2 separate regions of the Anas platyrhynchos genome follow, and region 2 is linked to region 1. A link is a contact called in public Hi-C data. All regions are on one chromosome and are shown on one strand. The core of a region is the stretch at or near the end of the contact, and the rest is flanking DNA. Distances in the headings are between cores, read along the strand shown. Region 1 holds the start of PPP2R5A (protein phosphatase 2 regulatory subunit B'alpha). Region 2 overlaps DTL (denticleless E3 ubiquitin protein ligase homolog).

Evidence for each region. Hi-C and Micro-C count contacts between places; a contact is called where the count stands out from the background.
Region 2: a Hi-C map of subcutaneous adipose tissue shows a contact between it and region 1, with 1.7 times the contacts expected there. The contact joins the enhancer-like site here to the promoter of PPP2R5A in region 1. A contact is called at or near these places in 3 of 8 Hi-C or Micro-C datasets (liver, skeletal muscle and subcutaneous adipose tissue).

What each region holds. Positions count from the first base shown.
Region 1 is chr3:25,386,845-25,393,823 of IASCAAS_PekinDuck_T2T, reverse strand. It overlaps PPP2R5A (protein phosphatase 2 regulatory subunit B'alpha), which reads left to right and starts at 3,435. Exons shown (of 13, transcript XM_013095757.5): 1 at 3,435-3,937. The coding sequence starts at 3,787.
Region 2 is chr3:25,436,705-25,443,786 of IASCAAS_PekinDuck_T2T, reverse strand. DTL (denticleless E3 ubiquitin protein ligase homolog) reads left to right here. Exons shown (of 15, transcript XM_038177731.2): 11 at 1,357-1,469; 12 at 5,744-5,833. Among named protein-coding and RNA genes, the nearest start is that of DTL, 12 kb to the left of the region's middle. Within about 2 kb of position 2,041, at least 1 of the 8 cell types and tissues checked has an H3K27ac peak or open chromatin away from gene starts, as enhancers often do. A contact at or near this core is called in subcutaneous adipose tissue, where this site is marked.

The sequences.
Region 1 (6,979 bases), core at 2,186-4,685:
GTACAAACTCCTTAAAATATTTTTTTATTTGCAACCCAGTCACGCTGGATTGCCTGACAGAAGATTTAATTAAAAGGTTTTTAAAATAACAACATGAATCAGAGCTAGTTTTAACAATCCATTGCCTGCAAATACCCATGCACATAGTTTTGCCTGGAAAGACTGTAGTGACGTATTCATAGGTATGTGGAAGGAAATCTTACTCAGCGCCCTTAAAAAGAAGGTCTTGCCAACTAATCTCTGGTTTCCAATCCCAGAATTTCAAATCCTGCTCTGGGAGGAAGGTGACAGATGGTCCCTGAGATAATTGATTCTGTATTATTTAAGGATTTATCAAGCAGAAGACTTAGGAAGACTTCTGCTAGATAGTGACTAGCCAGTGCAGACCACAGAACACAGTTAACCTGACGTTTGTGAACAGTAAACTCGGTTTCACTGGGACAGTTCACATGCTTAAACTGAATTCAGCACAGCCTTAGCACAGACAGTATTTTAAGTTAGCTGAAATACCTTGAAAAACTGATGGAATGGCACAATAGTAAATACAAGCACTGCTGCAGACAACAAGGGTTTTCCTTAAACATGTTCATTTTGAGCAGGAAACCATAATAAGTTTTCATGACTTTTCTCCACAAACCATCCTGGTCGAGGGTTCATATACTTATGACATCCTCTTTACTAAAATATTCCTCCCACTGTCTCTGAGAACTGCATTTCTTGTAGCTTGGCCTCTCAGCACCTGTACAGAAGACCGGGAAAGCAAAACTGGCTAAGTCCTTGCCTGCTGGCAACCAGTCAAATCCCCATAGCAAAATCTCAGCAGCAACCCAGTACTCGAAACCCCACACTTCCAAGTTCAACAGGGATCTGAAACTTAATGATACATCACGGTCTCATTCACCTTTCCACTCCTGGATTATAAAAAAATGCTAGGAAGGTACAGGGAATAAATCTCTGTGACTGAATGAAAAGAACTGCAAATGTGACTTTCAGTTAAATCTGTTCTAGAATGATGCTTCTCTGTTGTGAATAACGATCATGAATGATAATGAGTTTTCTTCCGAGTAAACTTAGATACGCACATAAGGCTTTGCAGAATCAGTGCTTCGGTGCACACTGAAGGCTCTGATTGAAGAGTGGGAACAGCCTGGCAGAAAATTACTATTCACAACATTCTCTGTGGACACCGCAGACTTTTATGAATTAGATGTGGAGCCGGCAGCTTATAACCTGGCATCATCGCTGTGTGCCTTTAAATACTCCGTAGAAACCATGGGGTTCAGAAGCTGACTCAGAAGCAGCTCAGGCAGCTGTGTAGGAAGCAGCAGCGTGTGCAGAAGTGGGGAAGGCAAACTTCAGCCTTCCCCAGCGCAGCTATTTCAGACTGCCAGCCGCAGCTCTCGCTTTCAGTCTTCCCCCAGACACCCTGGTCCGCACACCTTTACGGTCAAATGGCCTCTCACATCCACATAATTCCACCGTCCTCAAGCAAACGCCAGTTCAACCATTAGCTTTTCGATTTGCGAAACTGTGGCTGGTTGACAGAGCTGCTGCTCATTCATTTCCAAACCAGAAAAGTTATATTAACAAGACAACAGAAAACTCAATAGCTAAAAATACTTTTAATTTATTCACGACAATAAAGCAGCCTATTTTTTGCTCCGCTGACAGACTTCACCAGTACTTCTTTTATGAGCAGTCCATGAAGATACGGTCTGAAAATATTTTCCAGTGCAACTGATATGAAAATTCCATCATTGCAAGGCTATACCTATTATTTACTTAGGGCTTTGCGTCACGAATCTCAACTGCCAATAGGTTTTTACAACATTGTTTTAAGCAGCATGGCAACCATCCCAAAGCCTAGTACCTCAGAGAAAATATTTTACGTCTCAGGAGATGTTTTCGTGTTATTCAGAACCTACTTAATGCTTTTCATTAACCGTTTTCAAAATGCTCAATTGATGAAACTTGAAGGTAGGCGCTTTCACATGGGGGACAGGCAGCAAGGGTTGAGTTGCCAATAAACAGTATACAGGACACACCGGACCGTGTCACTTTCTAAAAATGGGTGCAGAAGAAAATGACAGCTGTTGGAGGGCAGGCAGGAACAGGGGAACACACTGACACGAGGTCTGGGCCTTAGTGCTCTGAGTAGGACCAACAGGCCGTGTAGTGAAACGTAAATTAACCAGGTAAGGAATGCAAGCATTGCTTTTACTGCAATGGATACAAGTCAGAAGTTTAAAGGGCAAGTGTCCAACGTATGCCACTTGGTCTTCAAAATTGATTTTATGAAATAACATATATATATTAAAATGTCTGTAGACATCCAAGAAAGATAACAGTATATTACAGTTATCTCTGTTTACAAAACAACCACTTTTACGCTCATTTAAAGCTGCTATCCAAATATGGCTTTTGATTTATGGATTCTACATAGTAAGTTTGGCTCATGAGAGCACATAAAGTGCAATTACCTTACAGTATTTACGTCCTACCAAAATTTTAGATTTTAGCCTTTAAAATGCTAGAGATGCTAGCCTTTAAAATGCTAAACATGCTTACTTGCTGAATCGGCACCTAAAGCTAGGCACTAGGAAGGCACATGCTGGTGTGCAGAAAGCCTCCCTGTACCTGTATGACCGTAAGCCATCCCACACGCTGGCAGTTCAAGAGCTGGGCTGTTTTTATATGGAAATGGGCCTGGGAAAAGTCACTTGTGTGCAGCCCAGTGCCGCATGCACAAACACTGTGTTTTCCATGTGCTGCAGCGATCGCAACGCACGCTTCTTGCAGCCTAACTTCAGCTTGAACCACATAAACCATGTGGCACATTTACTCTCTGAAACTCATCTCTAACTGAGACACCTGATGAAAACTTTACACGACTGTAGCATTATATCCTTTGGGCAGGAAGATTATAACCTCAAATTTCTCTTCCCCATCCTTCTGCCTGCCTTAGCGGCGCTCCCTGGCTCAGACACCAACACTTGCTACCCCAAACCTACACGATTCTCACTGTGCTCATCCTAACTCAACAGAGGAGTTAGAAACCCATCCCAAAAGGCAGCCAGGCGCTGCCGGAGCTCCGCCGCGAGGCACGCAATGCCCGGTGCCACATGGAGGGGCGGCTGAGGGGGCAGCCCTCACCCTCCTCCCGCCTGAGCAGCCTCCGCGGCAGCACCACAGCCCAACGGCCGCCGCGCCTCGCGCCCAACGGCCGCGCTCCGCCACCGCCCCCCGACCTCATAGCGGGAAGCCCCACCCACTCCCTCTTCCTTCCTCCCGATTGGAGCATCTACCCGCCAATCTCTCCCTCCTCTCCCACCCTCTCCTCTCATTGGTCGCCCCGCGCTGTCACTCACCCCGCCACGGCCCCGCCCCCCCGCCCCCCCCACCCCTCCCCTCGCCGTTGGCGGCGGGCGGGGCAGAGGGCGGGCGGGATGGCGGCGGGGCGGGGGGGCGCTGCGGGCGGCGGCGCCTGAAGGCGGGGAAGGGGCGTGCGGAAGCCGGGCGCTGGGGAGCCGCCCCCCCGGCCAGCCCGGCGGATGACAGCGGGCCCGGCCCGCTGCGAAGTTTGCCGAGCGCCCCCCCCTCCGCGGGGCCGCTCCACGGCTGGGGAGAGGGAACGGCGAGGAGGCTGGGTCGCTCATAATTTTTAATTATCATCATCAGCGTTTATTTTTTTTTTTTTTTAATTTTTTATTTTTTTCCTCCTTCCCGCCCGCTTTGATATATGCCCGCGGCGAGCGCGTCCCCCCCGCGCCGCCTCGCCGCCCAGCCATGTCGGCGGCCATCTCCGCCGCGGAGAAAGTGGACGGCTTCACGCGGAAATCCGTGCGCAAGGCGCAGCGGCAGCGGCGCTCGCAGGGCTCCTCGCAGTTCCGCGGCCACGGCAGCCAGGTGGAGCTCTCGCCGCTGCCCCAGCTCAAAGGTACCTCGGCGAAACCCTCCGCGTGGCCCTGCCTCGTCCCCGCGTCCCCCTGTCCCGTCCCTCCGTCCCCTCTGCCCTGTCCCCGTGTCGTCCCCCCCCCTCCCTCCGTCCCCTCTCTGCCGCGGTGGCTCCTCCCTTCTCCCTTCAGGGGGGTTGCGAAGAGGAGCCCGGTGCCCCTGGCATCATGTCCCGGGCTTGCCTCGGGCCTCCCCAGCGCTTTTTTGGGGGTTGGTGTTTGCCCCGCCGGGGTTTGGGGAACGAGGCGGTATCTCAAAAGCCTGGGTGAAAGAAAAAATGACGCCCTGGCATGAAAACCGGCACCGCAGCCTTTATCCTTCATCCTGAAACTAAAATCCGGGCAGGCTGTTTGCTAGCAGGTTGCAAAAATGAACCAGAAGTTCAGTGCAGCCTTCCCCCCCTTCCCACCAAAGTTTTCCCTCCCTTAAAAATTAGAAAAGTAGTTATTCAGCAGGGAATGCGAACTCCTTGTTAACGTATTTAACAAGAACCTGAGCAACAAGGGGCAAACATTACCCTAACATTACCCCAGAGCAATTGTGCTGTCACTCGTGTTCAAGTTTTTGAAGCTGCATCGTACGATGGTGGGAAAAAATAACTCTTAATGATCTGCAGCAAATGCCCCAAATCAGAGTGCAGTGTGGCCGACTTAAAAATAGTCCTAAAAGCTAAATATTTTTTTTCCTGTTTGATTTTTGTGGATTATACAGTCACAGCTGTAGTATTTCAAGGCAGTTTCTTGCTGCTCCTGAACGGCAGATGTTCATGAATCATGAAACTGGCTATTAGCAGAAATGTTATTAAATGCAAATAAGCTTGGGCAGGAAGGTAACATGGGACTTATTTTTTTCTTTAGCATCTTTGTTGCAGTGGCTGAGCACGTTACGCTTGAAAACAGAAGAGGTGTTCTTCACAGTGCTTGTTTTGGGTTTTCTTTGTGAAGTTTTGTCCTCCCTTTAGCTGGATTTACAGGATTTATAACCAAGATGATTTCTTTGAAATCAAGCTTCAGTTTCTGCTATTGGTATGACTAAACTTCTGCCAAGTTTCAATAATAATGAAAGGCTAATTCCCATGCTGTTCAGACAGTTTATTTTCCTCAAAGATCATTTTTTTTATAAAACCATTCTTGAGACCTTGTAAAAGCACTTGGCAAATATTGCACATAGGTGGCAGACTTCAGAAAGTTTGGGTCCTGATCCAGCAAACAGTTAAGCGTACGTACTTTATGCAGGGAGCAATTCCAGCTTAAATCAGCAAAATGTCCAAGTTTACATTCTTTGCTGAACCGGGACTTTAATGTTAGATTTTTAACTTCGTATGATTAAGTCTTCTCGTTTTGTGAGTGCAGTTTTACAGCTTTTTGCTTATTGTACAGGGAAAGTTTGTGTGGCATCAGCAGCTCGAATGTTTGGAAATTTGAGGCCATAAACTATCAGAGGAATCCGTTCAGTTAAGCAGAGTTTTATAGTAGCTCGAATTGCCTGAAATTCTTAAAGGAAAATCACATCTGTCTTCATGCTTATGGTTTACACTGAAAGTCTTGCCCTCTAAATCTGTTTCAGAACAGAAATTGTGGGCAAAGCATGCTTTTATGAGTAACAGTATCCCAGGTAGCCAGTTATCAGAAAGCTGGGCAGCACTCTTCTGCATGTTTTCTCCCATGGGTTTGCAATGTTTGGATATATGGGGAATTTAGATTTGTTGTGAATACAACATTTGCTGTGAATATCTGATGCTTTCTCCCCTTCTGCTTCGCTCCTTTCCTCTCTTGACCCTCCCCTGCCTCCCAAACCAAAAGAGCTGATAGAGTTTGCTCTCCATAAATGTATGGCTTTGTGAAACTTCTTGTTGTAATCGCATACGTCTCGGGAAGATGAAGCTCTGCTTTATTCTTTAAAGCCAATGTGGAATTCAGCAATAGCTGTGATGCTGCCAGCGTAGTGTCATCTCCAGCCTGGCAGCCAGCGTTCCCAGGGAGGGGCGGAAAAAGGAAAGTACAGTCATTATGCTGGTGCCTAAGGGCCCTCAGCATGCACTTAGGAAATTAGATTAAGAACTTTTGCTTTTCCAGGTATCTTACAGTAAGGGGCTAAATGTGGGGCGTTTGAAGCCTGTATTGGGGGATCAGCATTTTGTAGATGAAGAAGCAGTTTGGTGATATACTGCAGTAAAAATGCTGAATTTGATTTATAGTTCCTGTCTTGTTTGATCACTTTCAGGACAGTAACAAATATTCTGAAACTCCCAGATAGGTTTGTCAGGCTGGCCTGAAATACTTGTATTCTACTTTATTGGAAGGAAGGGTGTTCCAGAAGAAAAAAATAAAAACTAACCATTCACTTTATCAAACATCTTCCTGGGTAGATTTTTTCCCCTTTTATCTAGGGACTATTTTTTTTTTGTTGTTTGCTACTAATAGGGCCAGATCAGATAGTGTAACACCCTTTCGTAGGGGTGTAAGTGGTATTGCTTGAAAGCCTGTAGAAAGGTAACATACTTATTCACATATTTCTGGAGCTAATTGTGATGCTGCTGAGATTACCAAAATTTCTGGATTTAGCTGCGTATTCTGTCACTGCTAGGAGAAGCCGAGTTTCTGTCACTAGCAGGTGAGAGTCCCAGATAGTGCATGGTCTTAGCTTTAGGGGTTTGGGTTTTGGGGGGACAGGGAGAAGTTGAGGGGGTATAGCAGGATTGTGTGTTGGTCATTAACAATTCAGGTTATTTTTACATCAGATATTATGTATTGTCCTTAGATAAAAGCTTAGCAAAACCTTACTGATGTCAGGATACATAAAATAAATGAGGAATTACATTTCCTCTGTTATTCAGGAGAGTTTACGCTTCACTGTAGTGCTTCATAAGCAGTACTGAAGACCAGAATAATAATAAATAAAAAAAAAAAAAAAGGGAGGGGGGAGGGAAGAGTGTTAGACCTGTGTCAAGTTGAAGCTGTTCCCCCTCCTATCTCCTTTTCGTTTTGTTACTTTGCAGTTTACTTAATACAAATCCTTTGAAAAT
Region 2 (7,082 bases), core at 792-3,291, 51 kb before region 1:
AGTTGATTTTAACCCTGGGTGTCACCACTGAGCTGTGGAAATTCTCCCACCAGCCTGTCCCCCTGCAAGAACGGGACAAAGCCCAGGACACCCCATCACCTGCCTCTGCATATAGCTGTTGCCTTCCGTTGACTTGTGTGTAGCAGATAAAACCTCGAGAGAAATCTTGATTCAACCAGCCAGCTGAAAAATGTGTGTGGCTGTTGGGGAATTGGCCAGGGAATGGTGTGCCGTGCCTCCCGCAGAGGGCAGCACGGGCCTGTGGTTGGCGTGAGGTGCCAGCGGGGACGCAGGGCCTCCAGCCTCGCTGGTCTTTATCCAGACAGCAGCAGCTCCGATCTAATATCAGGACAGCGTTAGCTGGAAGGGAGCCGTGAGGAAATCCTTCTGTAATAGGATTTGCCTGTAACCACTGCGCAGAAGGAGCCGCAGGTTAAAATCAAAGCATCTTGTGGGGTCTCACCACGTTTCAAAGAAAGCCAGAGGCAACCACATGTCCTCTGGTCTGTGGGTCACCTTCTTTGCCAAAAACATGATGGGAAAGAGTCTGAAAACCCTCTAACTGACTGCTGACTGCCATTTTCTTGCTGCGCTCTTGTGGATCCTGCAACGTTCACAGTGTCACCACTTCTGAGCGCCAGGGCCGGGCGAGGGTGTGCCGGCCCCATGCGGTGCTAAATCAGGAAACTTGCCCTTTCCACCCTGATAACGAGGCTGGGGTGCTCCGCATCCACGTTCAGCTCCTGTGCTGGCCCTTGGCTCTTCCGGTGCTCGCAATAGGAAGAGCAGCAGCTATTTGGGGCCTCGAGGTGAAGCATTACGGGGACGTTAAATATAGATGTCTGACGAGCGTAGCTGACACGGCGGACGTTTTGCTGACGAAACGGAGATGCTGGCAGCCAGAGAAAGGAGTAGCAAATGCTCTGGTTGCTTCAGCGGAAGCATTTTGTGTGACTGTCCTTGTTAATGTAGTGAGACTGGTGGCTGTGGCACTGGGAAGAGGGGGAGAGGAGCCATAACCAGAGCATTGGGGTAGCCCACGTGATGTCTTGGCTCTGCTCGTATTGTAACCAGGCCAAAGCTTTAATAAACCTGCCACTGCTTTCTAATGCTGTGGAGAGAGCCGTTCAGGTAAACCTGCTTCGTATCAGGAGCTGTGAGGGCTGCTGTTGAATGATGCTTCCTGCTACCTGCCGGCTGGAGCTCGGAGCCCTAGAGCAAGGGAGCAGTACAACCACTTTCTCTAGAGGATACGTGGCTGGGCAGGAAAAGCCTGTAAGATCAGCCCTGCTTATGCAACCAACCCCACAGCTGTGCGCTGAGTGGTGTTTTTACTTTCACTGTTTTTTCTCACAGTGGCGGTTTTCAGCGGACACCAGAACTCCAGCTTTTACATCAAATCTAGTACTAGCCCAGATGACCAGTTCCTGGTGAGCGGCTCGAGTGACTGCAACGCGTACATCTGGAAGGTGAGACGCTTGGGAGAAACCCAAGGGAGCGGGCCTGCCCAGGCTGGCTGCCCAGAAGTGCTCTGCTCTTTCGTTTCATTTGCTTTTCATGTTCATGTAGGACACTCCCTGCCTCCCACTCCTACTTAAAGCAGCGTGGGGTTAGCTCCTGGCATGTTGTGCCCAGAGCATGTTGCTGTCCAGGCTAGATGCAGCTAATGTGAAGCAGAGCTAACCTCCTGCCATCAATACATCTCTCATCACTGCTGCTTATTGCAAGTTGCCGATTGTAATCTGGTTTTAATGGGCATTACAGTCCTCTTTCGATCCTGTTGATTTAGGCAACTGTGACGAGTAGACAGTTCTTGGTTCATATTTAGCAATGGAGCACATTAGGGGAAAAAAAAACAACACACACACACAAAAACAATTGTTTTAAAGGGCACGCTTCCCCACCCCCCTTTTCTAGCTCTTGCTGCAGATTTAGCTTTTTCTCATACTTAATTTGCAGTAGTTAAAGCCTTTGTATTACAGCGAGGGCTCAGCCAGAGCCTTCAGCAAAATTCCAAAGCACTGTCTGACAGCTGAGAGGCTTAGTCACTTGGCATCTTGTGCTGACGTGTAGGAAATGCAAATGTCACAAAGTTAATAGCAGGGACCTCAGAATAAGGCGTGCTTCAAGTTCTGTTCTCCATAGTTTACAGCTGTACAGGAATAGAGTAGACTTCCTATCTCAAGTAGAGTAGACAGAAGCTGCAGGTGACTGCTCATTTCAGGTTCTGGGTAATTTTAGGGACTATTGAATTGTTTGCCCTGTTCACAATGAATTTGAAAGTAAAATAGAAAGGTGAGAGAAGAGGGTCACCCTTTTGTGGTTTGAGCATGTAGTCCCTTTGATTGTGAGAACACTTCTTGTAAGCAGCTAGGTTGCTTACTCAGAAGTAGCAGGAGTGCAATAGCATGGCCAGTTCCATGTCAAGGAGTGTAATTTTAACCTTCCTCAGTTCTTTGCAAGTTCAGCAAAAATACCTGTGGAAACCTGGGCTGTGCATCCTGCATTCATGTGTTTTGGCTTTTTCGTGGAAAAGTGGCTGGAACTGGGTCAGGAGCATTCAAGGATGTCATAACATCTCAATGTTTATGCAAATATATTTAAAAGCTATTTGCATACAGGAGGCTTCTATTGCTGTCACATGTGGGTGACAGATCATATTACATACTTAACAAATAAGTAATCGGGTAATCACTTTTCTTTTATTCCCATAGGCATGTTAGAAAGACAAACCTTCAGCAAAACTTGGTCTCTTTCTCAGATCTGTCATATGCAGAGGCTTCTTAATTTGTCTTAAATGTTGGAAGACTTTTTACTGACATTGAAACGTGTGTATCTTTTAATGGGATGAGGACTTAGAGTACTGTGAAAAATATATGCTTAGATATTTCGTGAACAGTTAACAGGTAATGTTGGAAAGAATTTAATGAAGAGTGCTATCTTTCCATATCTAGAGAGGAATAAAAGGCAGACCAAGACCTTATCAAGGAATAAAAGATAGAACAAGACATTGTCCGCCTAGATTATTTCTTTGAGGAACTTTGGAAGCAATGCCAAGCTGTGCTTGGGTCAGCAGTTCCCAGGAAATACTGTGGCTAGAAGGTATTGCTGACGAGAGTGCTGTTTCAGTCTGCTTCCGTGTATAACATCACTTTCAGACAATGAACATTCACTTTATTGTGTTGGGTTGTTTTTTTTTAATTATTAATCTGTCAGTTAATGAACTGACTCAAACAACCCTAAGATCATAAAAGCCAGAGAGCAGAGAAGTTTCTGTCTGCAGAATGGTATCTAGCTGACCTACCTCCCTGGTAATAAACAATATAGTTCATAGATATACACTTCCACGGCTCCATTATCCTTCAATATAACTATATTAAGCTACCCTTTGGTCTGTCTTACCCAGTGTTGGAATGTATGTGCTTTTGTATCATTAAGCATAAAACTATACACACCATTTTACGCTGATAATGGATGCAACAGCTGTTCAATGAGTAGAGTAATAAAGTCTCACTTCCTAGGTTTCTCTGTTTCTTAACCTTACCACAATAGCTCTGACTTCCCCAACGATATCCTGTCAAATCAGGCAAAAAGCAGCATGGGCTGTGGCTAATCTTGACTTAAAATGCACAGGCTGGCCAACTGTCTTCTGCCAAATGCAATGGACAGGGCTGCAGTTCTGCCTGCCTTGCTCCATGGGAACACTGGCTGCATGCTCCATCTCATCAGCATGAAGCTGTTCCAAGATCACTGCCCTCTTTTGGGTGTGGACCTGCTGAACAATTTCAGCCAAAGGTTGAAGTAGACAGATGGGTCCCCTTGCTGCAGAAGCCACCCTTCCTTAGGAAGCAGGGCTAAAAATGAGGGTTTCTGGACTCTAAATACATCAGCATTCCAGGGAAATAAGGAAATACAAAACTCTTGCTAATGCATTTTTTTTTCTAGCACCCAAGTATGGGTGGTGTAGGTTGGCCTCCTCCTTGTTCATATTCTAATGAATGCATCCTATCCTACTTTAGTACACAGTAATGTAAATTGGGTGTAATTGGTTTAATTTACACCACTGCAGTGTAAAACCAGTTTGGTCCAGCAAGAGTTATTCTCTTCCTCTGCTAGCAAGAGTTATTCTCTTCCTCTGCTTTCCTTTCAGGAGTCAGTGACTACTAGTGACTACTCAGTCTGTTATGTGTGCATTGCAAGACTGCTATCAGTAAATGAAGGTGTTCTCTGCACCTCTGTTGATTATTCCCTAAATAGGCATTTAGTTTCCATGATGTTGCATATTTTGCAGAGAAGGAATAATCTGAACAAGGCATTTAGTGGATATTTAGTCAGTGATTGCCTCTGCTATATTGGGGAGAAAATATGGCCTGTTATGAAGAACCTGATTTTTCTCACAATATCACAACAAGTTACAAGATTCAGAAGCTGGATATTCAATTACAATTCTACAGGGTGCTATAGGAGGTGATCCACAAGGGAAAAATTAATAAAAACAAGACCAAAAACTTTCTGTGTTAAGTCAGAAGCCTTCCCAGATGTTTTGCATCTTTCTTTGAAATCTGTATGTAACATCTACTCCTTTTCCCACACAGTAAAGGATCAGTTCATTCACTTAGTCATGTATGCAAATCCTCCTTATAAATCCCCCTTATAATATCACGTCAATAATGGTGACTCATAGATCTGGAACGGATTGTCTGCTGAAAGCATGCAAAGCTTGGATGTAATCTGTGTGTGCATGTTTGTGTGTTTTCTTCCTTGGGCCACCTAATGCTAACTTCGGCTGTATCTATCACATGAGCTGTGATTGAAGAGTAATAATAATATGGATCAATAATAAAAATGAGAAATATTTATGAACGGTTAAAGAGAAACAGGGTTTGAGTTTAACGGGTGTGTGTGCTATAGGGAGCACTTTTGTGAACTCTTAACAGGCTTTGTGGTCCAGTTGGTTGGCTGAAAGAGGTTCAGACATTTGGCAGCCATGCAAATACCAGTTCTGAAGCCAGTGAAGATTCATCTATTGAACTTCTGGTGGTGTGGGTTTTTTTTTTTGTTTGTTTGTTTGCTTAATAAACCGTTTGTGGTAGGGACATTTGCAAAATAGCAGCAGAATGTATTTACCTATTCTCAATGTGCTTCCCAAACTTTTAAGCATCTTACCTAGAACAGATAGTTTCTTAACGTAGTAAAACGCTCGTGTGGTGTGTTGGGTTGACAGCTCTGGTAGAAATCCCACGTGCAGCTGGAGTTAAGCAAGTGTTTCCGGGAAAGTCTGTACCTCTCAGTGCTGGCCAGCTACTTCAGCTCTAGAGATGAAATACAAACTGATTCTCAGAGCTCTGTCAGTCCATGTCTCTCAGAAGAGATTGCCAACAGTACGTGATGTGGGGATGCTCTGTGGGGAAGGAAGAGCATTAAGACATCTCTGGTTAGTCCACGCAGTGGTGAAGTAAACTCTGGTCTTATTCTACATGGTCCACTGAACAGGCAACAACTCCTCAGGCAGCCAGTGCCAAAAAGAAGTCTTGGAAGTAAGGAACAGGGATTTAGGTCTGGGTTCACCTCTCAGCTGCAATGGACTATGATTACAGGCAGGGAGCATTTAACTTACCTGTCTGATATGGGAAAGACAAAGTATTTGCATGCTTCACAGGTGGGCTGTGGAGGCCCTTCTTAGTGGTGTATATTAGGCTGTGGGTCTTGTGATTTTATACTTATTTTCCTATGGAATTTACAGGTTTCTGAACCCAGCCTGCCTCCAAGGATACTTGTTGGTCACTCTCAAGAGGTTACTTCCATTGCTTGGTGTCCTTCAGACTTCACTAAGGTTTGTTTTCTGAAAAATTGTCTTCCCTATGAAACAATAGATGTAATGTGATAATATTTGCTTTTCAAAATTGCGGCAATATTTGTTGATTTGGAAGGAAGTTCTTAGTTAATAATTTCTAAAAATGTTCATTCGGGAGGAGGGGGTGGGCAGTAAACCAAGCTTGTTGCATGAGTACAAGTATCAGAAATTTTTCTTTTTTTTTTTTTTTTTTTTTTTAATAATTTGGGCTATTTGATAAGACCTAGCAAACTGTAAATGAACAAAGACTTCTCCTAATGAGAGGTTGGTACACTACTTGTGAGAGACAAAACTGTGAAACCATGTCATCAGGGCTTTCAAAAGCCAAAAGCTTGCTTTGTGGCTCCATACTTACGTGTCTGACCACTGATACATCTGTCAGTCTTGTACAGAGTGGTAAGAAATTTTGAATGCCCTCTAAAAAACGCATGGACTCTTTCATTGTGACTTTTTTCAAGATCTGAGCTGTTTTTTGACAAATATTTGTGTGTAGATGCAAAAACCTGCAGTTGATGTTTATGTCAGTTATTATGCCCCAAGTATCACTAGAAGGAAGGGAATTAACAGAGGAAGCTGGTTTAAGTGACTAGCCTAGCTCAAAATGAGAAGTAACTCTGAAAAATCCTAGACAGTATCCTAATAATAGAGTTTCTTGCATCCCATAGGTATGCAAGTCAGCCACTTTACTTAGCTTTCACTGCAGCACCAGGTGTTCAGAAAAACTTTACAATATAGGAGAGTCTTGCAGACAGACATTTAGAATTATTCTAGCTGTATAAGATACAGAAAAATATGTGAATTGGTATTTTGGATAAAATCTCTGGTCTGCATGGCCCACCATCCTGATCATTATGATTTGGAAATGCAGAGCAATGCAGCCTTTTAAAATCTATACCAACACAAGTGAAAAATAGTTACCTGCTTTACAGACTGAAGCATGGAGAGAAGTGAAAACGTGATGCTAAGAAAGGTCAGTAAGCTGCCTGAAGTGATTTGAGAGGCCAGGTTGCTTTCTGGGGTTACAATGTTGGTGTCACGGTATAGACATTTTCTCATCCACATTACTACGAACTTGGGCCACAGCGTTTCCTTCTTGCTGGTGATTCCCAGGTGAGTCACCAGATAACCTGTTCAAAGAGAGCCATAAAAGCGTGGCTTTGGTAGATGCTGCTGCTTGTTTGAAATAACTTCTGCAGATCATTTTGTAACACACAGAACCACAGCGGGA